Linked DNA regions of Mus musculus: all the other regions are linked to region 4. Evidence: chromatin contacts called from public HiChIP or PLAC-seq data. All regions are on one chromosome and are shown on one strand. Each heading gives the region's core, a stretch centred on a gene start, on an enhancer-like site or on the middle of the called end of the contact. The rest is flanking DNA. Distances are from core to core; before and after follow the strand shown.

What was found. HiChIP or PLAC-seq counts read pairs in DNA pulled down with a chosen protein or histone mark.
Region 1: an H3K27ac HiChIP or PLAC-seq map of embryonic fibroblasts shows a contact between it and region 4, with 2.9 times the contacts expected there. The contact joins the enhancer-like site here to the promoter of Hp1bp3 in region 4. A contact is called at or near these places in 3 of 39 promoter capture datasets (embryonic stem cells, hippocampal neurons and pre-B cells), 4 of 15 datasets of contacts at CTCF or cohesin (the NIH/3T3 cell line, embryonic stem cells, large pre-B cells and 1 more), 10 of 484 Hi-C or Micro-C datasets (the C2C12 cell line, cerebral cortex, cortical neurons and 6 more), 33 of 115 datasets of contacts at active chromatin or transcription factors (the 230-238 cell line, the NIH/3T3 cell line, acute myeloid leukemia and 20 more) and 2 of 9 other capture datasets (embryonic stem cells and liver).
Region 2: a contact with region 4 is called in an H3K27ac HiChIP or PLAC-seq map of embryonic stem cells, with 3 times the contacts expected there. The contact joins the promoter of Rap1gap here to the promoter of Hp1bp3 in region 4. A contact is called at or near these places in 4 of 39 promoter capture datasets (embryonic stem cells, liver and pre-B cells) and 5 of 115 datasets of contacts at active chromatin or transcription factors (the 230-238 cell line, embryonic forebrain, embryonic stem cells and 2 more).
Region 3: a contact with region 4 is called in an HNF4G HiChIP or PLAC-seq map of pancreatic cancer cells. The contact joins the enhancer-like site here to the promoter of Hp1bp3 in region 4. A contact is called at or near these places in 3 of 39 promoter capture datasets (embryonic stem cells, hippocampal neurons and liver), 3 of 115 datasets of contacts at active chromatin or transcription factors (embryonic limb bud, embryonic stem cells and pancreatic cancer cells) and 1 of 9 other capture datasets (pancreatic islet).

The regions. Positions count from the first base shown.
Region 1 is chr4:137,953,376-137,957,765 of GRCm38.p6, reverse strand. Ece1 (endothelin converting enzyme 1) reads right to left here. Exons shown (of 19, transcript NM_001369179.1): 15 at 1,198-1,308; 16 at 564-631. Among named protein-coding and RNA genes, the nearest start is that of Eif4g3, 38 kb to the left of the region's middle. Within about 2 kb of position 2,470, at least 55 of the 459 cell types and tissues checked have an H3K27ac peak or open chromatin away from gene starts, as enhancers often do. A contact at or near this core is called in the C2C12 cell line, cerebral cortex, cortical neurons and 4 more, where this site is marked.
Region 2 is chr4:137,704,408-137,708,994 of GRCm38.p6, reverse strand. Rap1gap (Rap1 GTPase-activating protein) reads right to left here and starts at 1,528. Exons shown (of 24, transcript NM_001379234.1): 1 at 1,335-1,528. The coding sequence starts at 1,409. It overlaps Rap1gapos (RAP1 GTPase activating protein, opposite strand), which reads left to right and starts at 2,389. Exons shown (of 2, transcript NR_138594.1): 1 at 2,389-2,473.
Region 3 is chr4:137,895,444-137,899,490 of GRCm38.p6, reverse strand. All of the region lies in intron 1 of Ece1 (endothelin converting enzyme 1), which reads right to left. Among named protein-coding and RNA genes, the nearest start is that of Gm52683, 11 kb to the left of the region's middle. Within about 2 kb of position 2,075, at least 139 of the 459 cell types and tissues checked have an H3K27ac peak or open chromatin away from gene starts, as enhancers often do. A contact at or near this core is called in hippocampal neurons and pancreatic cancer cells, where this site is marked.
Region 4 is chr4:138,214,142-138,218,380 of GRCm38.p6, reverse strand. It overlaps Hp1bp3 (heterochromatin protein 1, binding protein 3), which reads right to left and starts at 1,769. Exons shown (of 13, transcript NM_010470.3): 1 at 1,641-1,769.

The sequences.
Region 1 (4,390 bases), core at 1,221-3,720, 260 kb after region 4:
GATTTGAACTCAGGACCTCTGGAAGAGCAGTCAGTGCTCTTAACAGCTGAGGCATCTCTCCAGCCCCAGGCTGGCTTTTAATACTGGGCCCTGACCCCAAGGAATAGATTCCCAGCCAGGGCTGCCAATGCCAGGACCACAGGTAGGACCCAGCCTTTTCTTCTGGGCTATGGGATCCCCCAGGCAGGAGGCAATGCGTGGGATTCTGGTAGTTAGCTAATGATGAGGCCTGACTGCCATTTCTCTGAGGAGATAAGTTTCTAGAATGGTAGAGAACTGTACACTCCCTGCCGAATACTACTGCCAACCTCTAAGCAAGAGCGCTCTCCATACTCAGGGGCTTTGGAGTAGCCCCTGACCTTTTCACTGATACATGGAATCCTCATATTCGTGGTATAGATAAGAAAAGAGAGGTGTGAACATGTGAGGAGACCGGCTGAAGCTCATTCCACCAAGCTCTGAACACTAATCCCTCTGTATGACTCTCCTTCGAAGTGAAGGGAGGAGGGGCTGGAAGCAGGCCAGTTCTATCTGAATGCGCCCCCCCCCCCAGCAACCTGTACCTTGATCATCGAAAGCGTGAGTCAGCTCGTGGCCCACTACGACACCAATGCCACCGAAGTTCAAGGCGCTGGAGAAGGAACATATAAGTGAGGGTGAAGCCAGCTATAGGACCCAAGACATAGCAGCGACCTGCAAGGGCTTCTGGGAATATGGCTCTTGGAGATAGCTGGAGGCTGGACAGAGTTAGTTACACTCAACTGTGTCCTCTGGGGGCCAGGCATGTGTCTATGTCACTCAAGAGAGTTGGGTCTTAATACTCATGAACGGACAGAGAGGGTGGGGCCACACCAGCCTCTGCCGAAGTGTCACACAGTATATATCCAGTCTGGGATTCAAATCTGGGGCCATGGCTTCCAAAGCCTGTCTTCAGGGGACACAGGCAGAATGTCTGCTCTCCAGCTCCGGGACCCTGACTCTGTGACATGCTCCTCCCACACCCTCTCTGCAGAGTTAAGAGCGGTCAGGAGGGGAGGACTGGGGCCACAAAAGCTGCTTCCCAACTCCAGGCCTTCTAGGTCTGGGCACCAATGGCTCAAGGAGACCGGCCGGTTAAACAGTCAGTTATGGGCTCTGGGCCAGACTGGATTGGGGATTGCTGAGGCTGGGGAGTGGTTGGGCTAAGACATAACCTACTTGGGTGAAGAGCGGGTATAAAATGGCGCCTGCAGTATTCCAGCTGGAAACACGATCTCGTTCTTGGTGGGCGAGTAGTAAGCGTTCACCATGGGCGGCGTCATACTCCACCTGCAAGCCACAAGCACACGTGAGCTCTCCCGCAAACCTGCTGGAAGGGGAGGGGGACGTGGCTTAGAGACCGTGGTCTGGAAGCTGGGCGTGGTACACTTTGAGAGGCAGGGGCAGGTGGATCTCTGTGAGTTTGACACCCACCCAGTCTACAGAGCCAGTTCCAGGACAGCCAGAGCTACATCATAGAGACAAACTGTCTCAAACAAACAAATGTGGCTTTTGGGAGCTGAGGGATGTGGGTCAGAGTGGAAGAGTGTTTGTCTTAAGATGTACAAAGCCCTGGGTTCAATTCCCAACACTGTGTAAAACAGATGGCAGTGCACGCTGTAATGCAGGCAAGAGGAAGCAAAGGACCAAGAGGTCAAGGTCATCGCCATCCCATCCTTACAGTCACACATCTGAGTGCCAGGCTCAAGATGCTTTTAGCAGCAGCTCTCAAATGCCGACCAAGGCTGCCCTCAAAGGTGCTCTACCAAAAACCACAGAAGCTGCCTGAAATGCTATCATTGTGGAGGCAGAGCCAGGAGGTGGTGGCACACACCTTTAATCCAGGCCCTTGGCAGGCAGAGGCAGGTGGCTCTCTGAGTTCAAGGCCAGCCTGGTCTACAGAGCGAGTTCTAGAACATCCAGCGCTACACAGAGAAACCTTGTCTTGAAAAACAAAAGCAAAGATGTGGAGACAGGAGGATCAGGAGTGCAAAGTCCTCCTCAGCTGCGTAATGAGTTCAAGGCCAACGTGGGTGACGTGAACTTGCGTTTCAACCCCCCCAACCCCCAGAAAAAAAACACCACCATCACCACCACCACCAACAACAACAAAAAACCCAAAACAGGCAGCGGGCAGGTGACTGGGGAGCAGGATCAGAGATCTGGAGCTTGCTAGCTAGACTAGTGACTCTGGGTTCAAGAAGGAGACCCTGCCTCAACAGAATGGAAGCTAATGGAGGAAGATGCTTCCATCTCCCCCTGTAAGCTCCACACACGCAAATAAGCACACATGTGCAAACAAACAAACAAAGCCAGAAAACCCCCTCTAGGAACAAGCCTCAAACCCAGACCGACAAGCCACACTCACTCTCTGAATGTCCCTGAGAGGCTCTCTAAGCCCAGCCCCCACAGCACAAGCCTCTTGCTCTGCGTCACCCGGTGGGCCTCGCCCACGAAGCGCATCAGAGTTCTTATCCTGCTTCCTTTCCAGAGTGGCTGACAAACCACAGGCATGTGCAAGCAGATACTGCACATTTTCTTGTGGATGGGTGGGGTGAGTTCACAATCTCTGGGAAAACAACTGATGTCATCTGTTACCCATGACAAGAATGTAAGGTTTCAAAATAATCTTGGGGTGGGCTGAGATGGCTCAGTGACTAAGAGCACTGGCTGCCCTTCTAGAGGACCTGGGTTCAGGTCCCAGCTGCCATAGGGCAGCTTACAATGGCCCGTAAATCCAGTCCCAGGGGATCTGATGCTCTCTTCTGGTCACCAGAGGAACTGCATGCGTGTGGTAGACATATATACATAAAATAAATACATGCGTAAAATAGGTAAAAATCCTTTTCTTTCTTTCGTTCTTCCCCCACCCCCCTGAAAAAAGAGTTTCTATCTGTTGCCCTAGGTCTTGGAAGTCCCTCTATAGATCAGGCTGGCCTGGTAACTCAAAGATTCGCCTACCTCTGCCTCCTGAGTGCTGGGATTAAAGGCATAAGCCACAACCACCCAGCTAATTTTTTTTATTATTATTATAAAAGGGATAGTAATATGTACAAGCATTAGACTATGCACAACTATTAAAGTCTTCCTCTTTCCTGCTGGGCATGGTGGAACAGACTTTTAATTCCTGCACTTGGGAGGCCAAGGTGGGCAGATCTCTGTGAGTTTGAAGCCAGCCTGGTCTACATAATGAGTTCCAGGAGAGCCAAGGCTAGGTAGAGAGACCCTGTCCCAAAAAAATCCAAAAGAAAAACCACGACCAACAAAAACCTTCCCACTTCCTAACTGGCTGTCTGTGTGAGGCTGGCTTTTCTATATATACTCTTAAGCAAACTGTTAGAGTGGATGATATAGAGGCAGACATGAGAACCCAGCTGCCTGCTAAACCAGAAATAAAGAAAGCTGAGGAGACTGGGGCTGAGCACAGTTGTAGAGAAAGGCTGATTCCACCCCCAGAGCTGGTCCTGAAAACAGTAAACCTCTGTTTTTATCAATACCTCTGTTTTTATCATCCACTCAATTATCTACCTACCGAGAAAAGATTCATGGGAGCTAGAGAGATGGCTCAGCAGTTAAGAGCACTTTTTTGTTTGTTTTCTTTTCTTTCTTGTTTTTTGTACATTTTTGGTTTGTTTGTTTTTCCAAAACTTTGGAACTCACTCTGTAGACCAGGCTGACCTCAACTCCGATCCGCCTGCCTCTGCCTCCCCAGTGCTGGGATTAGAGGCGTGCACCACCACTGCTGACTGCACTTGTTGCTCTGGCAGAGGACCTGGATTTGGTTCTCATTATCACATGGCAGCTCACAACCATCTGTGTCTCTCGATCCAGAGCATCTGACCCCTCTTCTGACCTCTGTGGGCACCAGGCATGCACACGGTACACAAACAGAAAAGCAGGCAAAATACTCATCTATGTCATGAAAAACATTGTAAAGGTTGCCAGGTAACTGTGGGGCAGAGCCTAGAAGAAATGCCGAGACGAGGAGCCACACACCAAGAGAGGCAGCCAGACCAAGAGGGACTCAGAAGATCGGATGAGATAAATCAGTGAAATCAAATGGACAGAATCCGGCATGCAACCGGCATCCAGTAACTGCTGAATGTCACAAGAACTCCAGAAGGCTGAGGCAGGAGGATAATGAGGTCAGGAGGAAGAAGAAGAGGAGGAAGAAGAGGAAGAGGAACTGATAATGCCAGCTAGCCCTAGAGTGAAGCTGATTCTTGTGGGAAACAAAGCCAAAAGCAGGAAATATAAATTAATCTAAGTAGACAGCTAAGAATTGTATGTTAATTCAAGTCAGCTAAACCGATCTGTAAAACATTCACTTATATAAAACCAATCAATCCATCAATCAACCAATCAATCTTTG
Region 2 (4,587 bases), core at 279-2,778, 510 kb after region 4:
CATGATTTGAACATGGCACCAGGCATACCTTTTGTGTATCAAGAAACACACACAGAGATGCATACAGAAATCCATATGGAGTCTATGCACAGTAATTCTTGGAGACATTGCCTAACACACACATACACATGTTGGTGTTCTGAGTTACACACAACACATACTCAAGTCCATGTACCTGATATTCACACTTGTGCACACACCGGTGCAGGCCTGCACCCCAGTAACTGCACACAGACACAGGCATTCTCCTGGCTGAGACCAGGAGAGCACCGGCACGTGCAGGCTCAGCCAGGTGCTCAGGGAAACAGATGCAGAGTCCCAGGCGTCACTGCCAGGATCAAAGCATGCGGTGCAACAAACCCAAGCCAGCATCCCATATTGTAGACAAGAGTTCCGAGCAAAGGAAGAGGAATCAGGCAACTGCCAGGGTTGTTAAACCCCATGGGATCCTGAGCATCACCACCCATCACCACATATGCACAGTATGAAGTCACAAAACCTAAGCCCTTGTGCATACACTCTGAAGCCTACCTACAAAACAAGATCCAACCTGTAAAGTCCACTTCAGTAGTACCCAGGAGCCCCTGAGCCATGGGCACCTGTGGCCACACCCAACACCTCTGAGATTAGAAGAGCAGATAGCAATGACAGTTTGGCAGATAGCATAGACACACACCTATTGTCCAGGAAGGACAAACACACCTGTCAACGTGACAATGTCACAACAGTGCCACCATCCTTTCAGGGTCAGCCAGATAGTCTCTGACCTAAAGAGACCCAGCAAAGGGCTGAGGAAAAGAGGAGGTCCTACTTAAGGTGACCAAACAGCCAGCCACAACGAAACACCACACATGGCTGCACCAGAATCACAACCACATAAACACTGACACATGGCACTGTCACCCAGAGTGTGCACACAGAGCATCAAGTAACACCCACAGTTACAGCCCCACAGGCAACAGCAGACGCCCTGACACATGGCAAAGGAAGGCTGGGAGTGGTGTGGCCAGAAGCCGGGCATCCCACCTGGGGAAGAGCCACCAGAGTCACCCTATGATATCGCTCCATCTGTGTGGAAAAGGCAGCAGGCAGTCCCAACAACAGTTAAACACACACCCAGTGTCACTGCAGCCCATGGCCACAGTGTCCCTACGTCTGACCCAGGGGCAGCTTTGGAAAACACTAGGGTGCTCCGTGTAGTTCGGGTGTCAGTCCAAAAACATACACACCCACCGTGACGGGGTTCAGGCACAGACTGCCAGACTCTGGGTAGTAAGGCTGACTGATGGCCCTGGGTCCCCAGTCGGCCAGGCCGCCCCTGCCAGGGTCCTCACCTGCCAGCCGGCCCCCGCCGGCAACGAGCCCCTCCGCGGACGGCCATGGGGCGCTGGGGGCCGCGGCTGCGCCATCCCGAGCCCCAGCCCCGGCGGCGCTGTAAGCCGGCCCGGCCCGGGGCCCCGTAGCCCGAGCTCTGCGCTCCTGTCCCGCCCGCCGCCGCTCTGCCTTCTCTGGGCTCACCCTGCTGCCGGGCCCGAGGGGGCGGGGCGCCAGGTGCGGGAGGCGCGGAGGAGGGGCGGGGCGGAAGGCCACCACGCCCACTCGCGGGGCGGCCGGGCAAGGGGCCCAGGACACTGCGCCTGCGCGCGGGAAGCCTCAGGCACTTCTGTGAGCAGCTGTGTCTTCCCAGACTGGAGACCCTGCCTCTGGGCTTCAAGGACAAGGTTCTTGGGACAGCTGTGCCCAGGGAATGCAGGAGTACTGGAGATGGTGCTTAAGCACTTTCTTTGCTGGACCCTTTGCGTGTCTCACCAGATCGCCATAACCAAGGAGGTACAAATGTCTTCACTAGAAAATCATATTCCAAGAGGTGCAATAGCTTTTTTTGCTAGAAAACCCCGGGATCCCTGGAAGAGTCTGAAGCTGCAGAGTCTCTGGCACCTCCATTGGCTCAGTTTACCATCTGTAAATTACAAGGCTTCTGAAACGACACCCCCCACCCCCAACTTGACCCTGAAGTCCTTGTGTCTTAGGCTGGTGCAGCCAGTCTGCAGCAGGGACAGACCCCAAGACAGATGCTGGAGAAGTCTGGATGCTCTAGGGGCAGGACTGTCCTCCAGCTAGGGGCGGGGGGCAGATCTCCTACAGCTTCCCAGAAGTGCTGTCTACTACCCTCTGTCCCCAGGGCCAGGGAGCTCCTGAAAGGAAGGCAGGCAGCACTTTCCCTGCCCTCCCAGACCTGGCCCAGGGTCAGGTTTAGACCTAGAGAGCCAGCGGGAACACCAGAGATGTGCATTCCAGACACCGAGTAGCTTTGGCTTTAATAATTAACAACAGCAAATATTGATTTATGCAACCACTTCCAGGCCTGCACACTTCCGGGTACCCAACACAATGCAGCCAGAAGAGCATCTTTTCCTACCGTGGCCCTGGGGGAGGCCAAAGCTGCTCAAATCACCGGCGATATGTAGGCCAGGTAGAGTGGATGCCGCCTGCGTATGTGTCTAGGTCCTTATCTGTGTACATGTGTGTCTCCAAGGCTAGTCGTGGCTCTACGTGACATACTGCATTGCTGTAGCATAGAAGTACCCGTGGGTAGGAAGGGGTGGGTAGGGACGCCTGGGGGGGTATTTACTTTCTATCTCCTTTATGTGTTCATGAGCAAGTCTGAATACACTATAGATATATGTACTTGTGTCTGTCTGTCTGTCTGAATGTGGTCTGGCTCCCAGGTTAGGTATAGGTAGGCCAAGTATGCACATGTATGCAGATTTTACAGTCCCTGAGTACTGCAGAGGGTAGCTCGGTGTCTATTTAAATGTGGCTCCCCAAAGAAAAGAAAATACAACCCCTGCACAGCTCTGGGGACACAGTAATACTGATTATTTCCAAAGCACTTCCAAAGGCGCTGCCCAGTGACGAGCTGGCAAGGTCAATAGAGAAGACACTCTCAGCCATGCAATGGTGACACACACCTTTAGTCCCAGAACTCAGGAGACAGAGGCAGGTAGATCTTTGTGAGTCCAAGGCCAGCCTGGTCTACAGAGTGTGTTCCAGGACAGCCAGCATTACACAAGGAAACCCTGTCTTGAAAAACTAAAGAAGAAGAAGAAAGAGAAGGAGGAGGAGGAGGAGGCAGAGGAGGGGAGGAGCAACAGTAGCAGCAGCAGCTGTCTACTCTATGTTAGAGGTGGGACTTGCCCTTAGGTACAGGGAGGTTACATGCCCCTCAAACTGGTTCCAGTATCATTGTAAATATGTAACAGAATAGGGTATTGAGGAAAACTGGAGAGTATCCCAGGCAGGTTCCCTCAGCTCACCAATAGCCTGCTGGAAATCCAAATGAGTCACTCTGGGAGCTGGTTTCAGTTCACAGAATGGGTCCTAGTCTGGAGGAGGGGTGCACTGTGGGGCTGTGGCGGTCTGAAGCTCACTGTCTGCGCTGCGTTAGCATGATTGGAAAGTGGGAGCCAACTGGGTGGAGGCCAGGAGGCTGAAGGATAGCGGCTTCCTTGGTAACTGAAGGGCCCACCTTGGGCTCTCTGAGCCTCAGGCTCCGAGGATCTGCAACATTAGCCTTCCCTCCAGATGGAAGGGCCAAAACCCAGGCAGGACAAACAACAGTCCCATGGCCAGGGGGAAGCCTCACTCTCAAACCCAGCTGTTCAAGCAAGTGGCTGCCATCAAGTGGCTGTTTCCTGAGGACTACTGTAGCCTTGTCCAGGGCTGTTGCCCTCCAGGGAAGGCAGGAGGTCTCAGGAGCCCTTGTGCTACTGATAGCATCCTTGCTTGGGTTCTCCATGGAGATGGAGGTCCTATGCATAGAAGACATTTCTTGGACCTTCATCCTCCTGGCCTAGGAAAGGTGTCAGTCCTTACTGTAGGGCAGAGCTCTGGGGGAGGTGCCTGGACCCTTCCTGACTGGGCAAACCTAGGGAAGAGCCCTTCACCTCTCTGAACATTTGGATCCTGGTTGAGAACATGCCCTCTTGCCTGAGGTTGATGAAAGGGTCAGGTGGCAAGGTGTGCCATAGCAAGGGGTCATTCCCCTGTACTGGAAAGTTCACAAGCCACACAGGAGCCAGAACATATCAGCCAGTCCTGGCCCCACAGTCTCTAGCCTGGAGCCCATTGGACAAATAACAGCATCTCTGGGCTTGCATTTGAATGACAATGGCCACAGCACAGAGTGATTCACTAAGGGGCAGAGCAGCCCTACAGGCCAGACACTGTTATGCAATGCCAACCGAATGAACCTCCTGAATCACCAGCTGCACCCCCCCCCCACTTGCCCCTGATATTCTGCAGAGGCTCCTGAGTAATACATCCCATGGACTGACCATGGCTTCCGGGGACAGAGTGTGTGTCCTTTATGTTTGGTACTAAGTAAGTACCTGGCAAACCTTGGCTGTTGATAGCAACAGAAAGGTTTTCACCACAGGACTTGGAGCCAGAACCTGCCTGGGCTACTGGAGAGAGATACCTTTCATGGAATCCTGGTGCGTGTGGTCTGGTAGGCAGGGGCTATTATCACATCTGGACTCTAGTGGGGACAGCTGTGGCCGTGGTGATACGGAAGAGGAGGCCAAG
Region 3 (4,047 bases), core at 826-3,325, 320 kb after region 4:
AAGAGAAAGAGAGTTTAAGAAGGTGTGGCAGTACAGTGGGGAGACCCTGCATGCTACATTAAGGGAACTGAGGCTCTGGGAGGAAGCCCAACTCTGGGGCAGCAGATCCAGAGATACAGACGGGAACAGACCCTCAGCCAAGCAGCCTGCGCTTCCTTCCCACGATGCCCGAGTCTCAGCTGCCAGTGCTAAGCACTCAAAGCTGAGCCAACTTTGAGCCAGCCAGGTGGTCTTTGTTCCCCACACCTAGACTCTACTTCCTGCTGAGTGCAGTGTGTGCCTCCTCAACCCTGTCCCAGTCACGGCTCTGTGATGCTGGCCACCGGCTTTAGCGCTCCCACGTCAGGTCAGTACCCTCTTAGCGGCTGGATCACCCGGAGACTGTGAGAGGGCAAGAAGGTGAATGTTAAAGCCACTCTGGTTTAGCTGCTTACGAGCCACTTCGCTGATCGAGCCCTGCCACTCTCAGAACCTCAGTTTCGCCCTCCACCCAGGAGGGCAACAGCTCCTTCCTCATAGAGGTTCTGAGGGTGAGAGGACCCGGTGGGTCAGGTGCAAGCACTGTGGCTGCCTTTGAGGTCTTCAGGAAAGTGAAGTTTAAACATCACTGGTGTAGTCCAAGGAAGGACTCCAGCCACACGAGGACGAGGGGGAGACCTCACCGTAAACCGCAGAGGCCATCTTGGTTACCTACTCCCACCAGGTTTGAGGTTATGGATTCTTCATACCTCAGCAAAATAACCCAAGGCAGGAAGTGGGAAGCTTGGACTCAAGAGCCAAGAGGGTGAACCACATGTGCCCATGCAGACAGCTGCTCTGAGCACTGGGCTCTAGACAGGAAATGGGAAGAGACACGCAAGCTTTTATTTAGCATGGAGGTGGCCAGGCAGAGGAGAGACCTAGTCTGCTGGAGGTGGCATCCCGCCTCCAGTATCTCTCTTGCAAGCTGTTTTCTTCCTTCCTTCCTTCTTTAAAAATGATTTATGTGTTTTTATTTTACGTGTATGGCTGTGTTCCCTACATGTACAGATGTGTGTACCACATGCATGCCTGGTGATGGTAAGATGGATCCCCTCAAATTGGAGCTGTCATGTAGGTGCTGGGAGTTGAACCCATGTCTTCTAGAGGAGCAGCCAGTGCTCTTACTAACCACTGAGCCATCTCTCCAGCCTTTCTCACTGTTTCTTAAGCCCGCAGTGGGTCCCCCATTTGTGTCCTCAGGAAGTCCCCTTCAGGCCACTCTGTAGAAAGCTGGCTGGCCTGCTCTTGGTAAGGAGCTGTAACCAAGCCCTCTTACCCATGTGGGACTGGTACACTGTCCCCTCCCTGGGTCCAGACCTTCCCTTAAGCTACTCCTCTTGTCACTCCTTGTGGCTCCTCTTTTAGCAAAGCCCTAACTTCCAGGGCTGAGGCTACAGCGTCTCTTCTGCTCCAGAGCCTAGTGGCTCCTATTACTGAAGCTCCCACGCCTGGCTGGCCTGGTATCCTCGCTCGAGTCAGTGAGGATCAGTGGAAGCCTCAGCCCCCAGCCCCAACCTCACAGGACACCTAAGTTTGGATCCCTGGGCTTCTGTGTCCCCATCCACAAATGCAAAAGCACCCGTTATTGTCACGGGGCGGGGGGATGGCGGGGGGACAACCTTCTCTGGAATTAGCGATAACAAGAGAAAAGATGTTTGAGATTGGGATGGGAAAACTGAGGGCCCCCTGCCCCTTTCTGGGCATGTCTTCCAGAAACCCTTCAGGTTAGAGACAGGCCAACCAGGCGAGGTCCACGAGACCCTACAGAGCCCTGGACATGGAGCCTGGCAGATGGGCTGTGTGATCTCAGGGAAGTCTTCTTCTCTGGCTGAGCCTCCACCTCTCCCTTGTAAACAGGGATATAGGCTTTGAATGAGAGGAGAAAAACACGCGGGAGGTGCCTGGGCTTGGAGGGCAGGCCAAGGCCTGGCTCCAGCACAAGGTCTCCGGGGCTTCTGTGTTCTCCCGTTTGCACACACAGCATCGTTCAGTGCACACTCCCCCTCCCGCCTGCTCAGGGCTTCCCTGGTTGGAGCCTCTGAAAACTTCCCAGAACTGGGCTACCAGCCAGGGCTTCTTAAAGTCACCAGCCTCCCGCCGAGGGCTCAGCAGGACCTAGCCAAAGCCCATCACTCACCACAGGAGATTATCACATCACAGCCTGCAGGATGCCAGGGTGCCTGGCAGGAGCCTGGTACCAGCTCCACATCTGCCCGGGCTGGGGAGTGACTAGGACAGCACCCCCACTGTCCTGCCCTCCATCCCAGAGAGAATCCATAGGGCCAGCTCTCTGTCTTTCTTCCCTATCAGTCAGGCCAGGCAGGGGCTCCAGAGCTGCAGGACCACATCACAGCCATGAGCATGGCAGCCTCATTCCCCACACCCCGGGGTTGGGAGACATGGATAGAACTCTGGGCTGGACTGGGTCCACTCACACCCCACTCTTGGTTAAGAACATAAACTTGGGGGGCCGGGAGGAGAAGCCACGCTATGTGGAGTTCAAATTTAGCTGTGTGACCCGGAGTGAGCAGTTTAAGCATGTGGGGCCCATTCTCATACTTACAAAGTGTCAAAATAACAGTATCCACTGTCCTGGCTTGCTGGGAGGATAATCAGTTCTTTGTAAACTGTTTGGAATGTGGCCTGGTACTGCCTGAATGGACAGGCAAGTGAATGAGCGCTCACGTGCTCACGCTCTGCCGCCCAGACATCATCTTCTGCAAGCTTGCTAGCACGACCCTGCCACCAGCTGTCTGACATTGCTGCGCATGCCAAGAGCCCTTCCCACACAGGGCCTTGGGGGAGCCCTCCATCGTTGGGACCCTCAGGTTTGAAAATGACATAATCTCAACTCTAGCTGGCTTTTTGCAAGGCAGTGAGTAAACTTCTTGATGGTGTTGCCCGGATGGGGCAGAGGGATCAGGCATCAGGTAGGGTATGATCGATCCAGACCTTCTTCAGATGATGCTGTTGGGAAATGCTTTCCCTGTGCTGACACCTGCCAGCCCCTAGGAGTGCTACCCTCTCTCACCCCCACCTCCTGAGATCACACACCTTTCCCAGTAGGGGAGCCAGCCGAACTCACTGGTGCCAGCATAAGACCAGTCTCCCTGCCTGGGGTTAATGATAAAGTCCAGGGGAGAACTCAGGTCACCAGGCCTGTTCCATGTGCCCTGCTCTGTGACAGTGGAGTGGGGTCCAATACTGTGGTTGACAGCCTAACTACTAACATGGAGTGAGTTCCCAAAGGGAGAGAGTTGCTGTTGGTAGAGAAGATGGGTGGGGGTACCACACACAGCATGGGTACCCACACTAGCTCAGCTACCATCAGATCCTGCAAGTTCCTCTTGTCATCCATCCATTGCACAGCCGTCCATCAGACACCATGGCGCTGCTAGAGATGCCTCAGAGACCCATCTGCTTGCTACCAGAGCAGGGAGTGTCACAGGGTCAGGCTCTGGTCACCTCAGTGGCCCCCATGCCCAGTTCAGGAGAAAGAGCTTAGCTTGGGCTCTTCCAAGCTTTGCAGTCTCTTCTCTCCATTCCCACATACCAAGAGCATTCCAGAAACCCCACAGGACAAGAATATGGTCACGTGGAAACAGGAGATGGGCCACTGGGCCCCACTTGGAAGATGGGATCTAGGCTCAAAACAAACTCCTTCCAATGATACCCTGAAGCCCTGGGTATTCTGAGAATTGGGCTCCAGCACCCTCTAGGCCACCCCTGAGTTATCATATTGAAGCTTCCTCCCATGCAGGACATAGGACATCCATAGCTCCAGTAATAAACACATTTGCCTACTGCATACCCAGCCACACTATGGGCTTCTGAGGCGAGAAGATACCCCATCTGACTTCATGTTTTCTCACAGACACATATCATACATGTATGAGATAGGCACACAGCTCGTAGGACACCAGAAAACAAGACAGCATAGCAGACAAGTATGTAATGTACGCGGGCTACTGACAGCCTGCATTTTAAATCCTGACTCTGTCACTCGCCACCTCCAGGACTTAGATG
Region 4 (4,239 bases), core at 520-3,019:
ATAAAACATCGTGATTGCTAGCGACTTTCCCATTTCATTAAGTAGCATGTAGTGATATCTATCACGGCCAGGGATAGAGGCCGATCAAACACACAGCTCCACAGGGCTCCAGTTTAGACTTGCATCTGCACAGGCCTCAGTAACTTCCTAGTCAGCGTCCAGGGGTCCACCTCCTAAGTAAGTATGAAAGCTAGGGCTAAGAACCTCAATCTTAACCCTACTACATGTGTACTCTCCGGTGTCAGTTCACAGTAGCACCCCCTGCACTCACACACAGGAGGCTGAGGCAGGAGGAGCACAGAGTCCCAAGGAAGCATTAGGGAGACCACCTCAAAAACAAAATTTGAGAGCAGCTTTGAACAAATCACTCTGAAACTGAAAGCTCGTGGCAGCCTTATATGGCCTATGCTGAAGATAAAATTGAAGATAAAATAAAAATTAAAAACTTCAAACGATTTCCTAATAGCTTCTAGGCCCTTCTGGCTAAGATCAAATGCAGAATGACTCTCTAGACACATTTCACGTCTAAGATGCTTGCGTATGAGGTCCAGGTCTAATAAGACTCGTTCTCCAAAGCAACGGGCAGTCGGAGAAGGGCAGTAAAGCAGCCTGGGGGAGAAGTCATGAGCACTTCTGGCTGTGAAGGAGGGTTTAGCTCAAGGGCGTTAAGGAAAACTGCCTGCTTAAGTCTGGATCGACTCGGGCCTAGGCTTAAGACGGCTGCCACTGACAATCCTGCGCCGGCCTGGGGAGCGCGGCGGAGGCCGGGGGAGGTGTAGGCTCGCGGGGGACACAGAAGCGCAAGGCCGTCGGGGTAGCGGCGGCGGCGACAGCAGCGAAGCGACAGCGCCCAGAGGCTGAGCATCGCCCGGAGGAGCAGCGAAGACAAAGGCGGGAGCGAGCGGCTGCGCGACAGAGAGCCGTGGCGGTGACAGCGCAGGGCTAGCGGGAGTGGGGAGTAAGATGGGCGCGGGACTGCTGAGGGCGGCGGCGGAGGTACCGCGCAGAGACCACGCCGCGCTCCTGGCTGCGGGGACCCGGCGGCGACCAGCGGCGACCGGCGTGGCCTCAGCTCTGCACACTCACCACTGGGGACTCCGTAATGGCGGCCACGGCGGCGGCGGGGGCGGAGAAGCCGGGAGGGCGGGCCCGCCGCAGCCACTCACTAGTGCCGGCATCTTTCGAACCGGGCTTGAAGACAAGTTGACAGTAGGCCGAGGGGAGGAGGGCGCGGCGGAAGTCGGGCCACAGGCCTCGGAGCATGCGCAAGCCCGCAGCCAATAGGGCTCCGCGGCGCACGCCGGAGCATGCGCACTGAGACAAGCACGGAGGGGGGGTGGGCCCGACCCGAGAAGAGCTGCCCCTCCTCCCCAAGTCCAAACAAAACAAGGGCGGGAGCGCGCGCCGCGGGGCCCGAGTGGCCCGCGCGCCAGGGGCAGGGGCCGGGTGGCGGGCGCGACGCGAGAGGGCGCAGCGGCCGCGGCGGACGGACAAAAGCCGCCGGCCTTCGGTGCCCGCGTCCCGCCTCTTGCGCCCGGGCAGCGGCGTCAGCGCCCAGGCCGGTGGCCCTCCGCTACTCACTCGCGCACGGAGCTCGCGCCCACTCCCTGCGCGCCGGGTCCGGGTCCATCCCGCGTTACCTCTGAGCTCCGGCGCCCGCGTTCCCGTACGGCCTCTCGGCGTTGCCGCGGACCACCGATCGCCGACTCGCGACACCGCTGTCCTCCAGGCCGGGCACCGAGCTCTGCCGCCCCGCCCCCCTGCCCGCGGCCTCACGCGCGCGCCCCCGCGCCGGCCCCGCCCCCGCGCGCGCCCGCCAAGTGGGTCCCCGGGCGGGCGCGCAGGGGCGCGACAGGGCGCTCGTGGGGGAGGTGGGGGGGAACGGCGGACGACGGGAGGCAGAGCGTGGCTGGGAGCGCTAGCTTCCTGGCTGCGTCCTGCGTGCTCGGCGCAGTCTCTGTCTCCGACCCCGAGTCCTTCGGGTTTGGGGTTCCAGCCTCCCTTTAGCCCTGGAAGACGGTGCTAGACAACAACAGCCACTTCCTGAGTCCACAGGGAATTGGCAGTGTAGTGAGCAAGGACTGGTCATACACGGCCTGGAAGATGCGTGAGCCGGGCTGCCCCCAGCTTCTTGATTTGCATGCACAGACAGCTTCCCCACCCCCAGCACCCAAAAGAAACCACGGAATTAGAAGGGAGTCGCCTTTTATTTGGCACTTTACGTTGAGATCTGCCTATTCATGTAATGTGCACACCACCGCCTTTGAAAATTGTAGTTCTTGGGGCTGAAGAAGTAGTTTAGTTGTTAGTATGTGTCTAGTCTGAAGAAAGCCCTGGGTGCCATCGCCAGCACCTAGAGCCCAGTGTGATGACGCAGACTCAATAGGTGGCATCAAGAGGATCGAAATTTCAAGGCCATTTTGGGTAGGTAACCAACCTGAGGCCAGCTTGGAATGCACGAGAGCCTGTGTAAAGAAGGAAAAGGAAATGAAGGATTGCAGGTGTAGTTCTTCAAAGCCACTTTGGAAAAATTCAATGTACCTCAAGTAGCCGGAGTCTTGTGGGTATCGGCCTGGTACATGCATGGCACCGCAACTGCAGGTCAATCAAAGCGCTTATTACGGAAACCAATTAGACACACTTTCAGTCCTCTCCACCTGCCAGAGTGGCTGAAACTCCAAGGGTTCTAAGAAGATTAAATAAATCACCCCACCAAAAATTCCTCCCTGGTGAGCGTCTGTACTAGTGACATCACCCATTCCCCTGAACACTGGGATCATGGGCAATCTCTTCAAAGGGATTTATGGGGAGGATCTGAGAGGATTTGGAGAGGAGGGGACCTGATCAAGTATGTCATATGAAAAAAAAATTAAATATTAAAAAGGGATTTTGGTCTTTTTGAAGAATTCTGTTTTAAAACCATCTTTTAATTTTTTATATGTGTGTGTACCTGTTTGTATGTGTTCCGGGTGTGTGCAGATGTCTAAGGATTGTCTGCACTCCTGGGAATTGAGTTAGTAGGTTGTAAGCTGTCTGATGTGGGTGCTGGGAACCAAACCGAGATCCTCTACAAGAGCAAGGGACCTCAGCCACGGAGACACCTGTCCCCATCCCACTTTTATGTATTGGCATAATTGGGAACTTGCTACATTTGGTGTGTGTCCTTGTTTGAGACAGGATCTCTCTATGTAGTTTTGCCTGTTGACATTTCATCTAGGCTATGTCCCACAGTTACCTGGCAATAGCCAGGTGTGTCTAACTCACTAAAAAAGGCGCTTCTTTGCCCCCTCCTCGATCTCTTGCTCTTGCTCTGACCTCTCACCCCTTGCCCCTCCCTCTCCACATGGTCATAACCTGCCCCCCCCTCTTTCTCTGCCTTCCAACTCCCCTCCCCATGCCCTGAATAAACCCTATTCTATACACTACATCCATCTATGGCTGGTCTCTCAGGGGGAAGGGATGCCTCAGCATGGGCCCACAGAGACACCCCCTTATCTCACATTATACCTGGCCTCTATCAAACATATCCCTGGTTTCTCTATTTTTATAAAATACAACATTGCCTGGCCTGGAGCTTACTATGTAGATCAGAGTGGCCTCAAAGTCACATTTTTAAGTCCTACCTCATGCAAGATGAGCCCAATAAGAATTGAGAGACATACAGAGTTTTGCCTAAGATTTAAGAACAAACAAACAAACAAACAACTCTTATGTAGAAGAAAGCAAAATGATAGGACAAAAATTTCAAGAACATAAAACCAAGTTCTTGCCAAAACCTGAGTGTCATACGTTTCAAGAAAATACTTGGAACCTGGTACAATGGGACCATCCCTTTGATCACAGTACTCAGAAGGCAGAGTGGGGCAGATCTCTCGAAGTTCAAGGTTAGCTTTGTCTACTTAGTTCCAGGACAGTCAAGGCTATGTGACCCTGTCTTGAAAAATCAAACCCTGAGGAAGTCACTCTCTAGATTTCAACAAAAGCTAAGGTATGTTTAACTTAGCATATAGCAAGTTTTGCAGAATCCACAGCCTGTTGTTAAGGCAATAATTGTTTTTTTCTCCCTCCCGAGTCCTTAGATGTAGACCTGTAGGACACAAAAGTCTGTTGGACTAAAACTTCATGTTTGTATAGAAAAGAGGGGGTGACTTTAGAGTTAGGCATAAAGATGGATAAAGATGAAGCAACAGCTGACTGACTCGCAGAGTTCCAGCCCAGAACCCAGTGGTGCAGTCACAA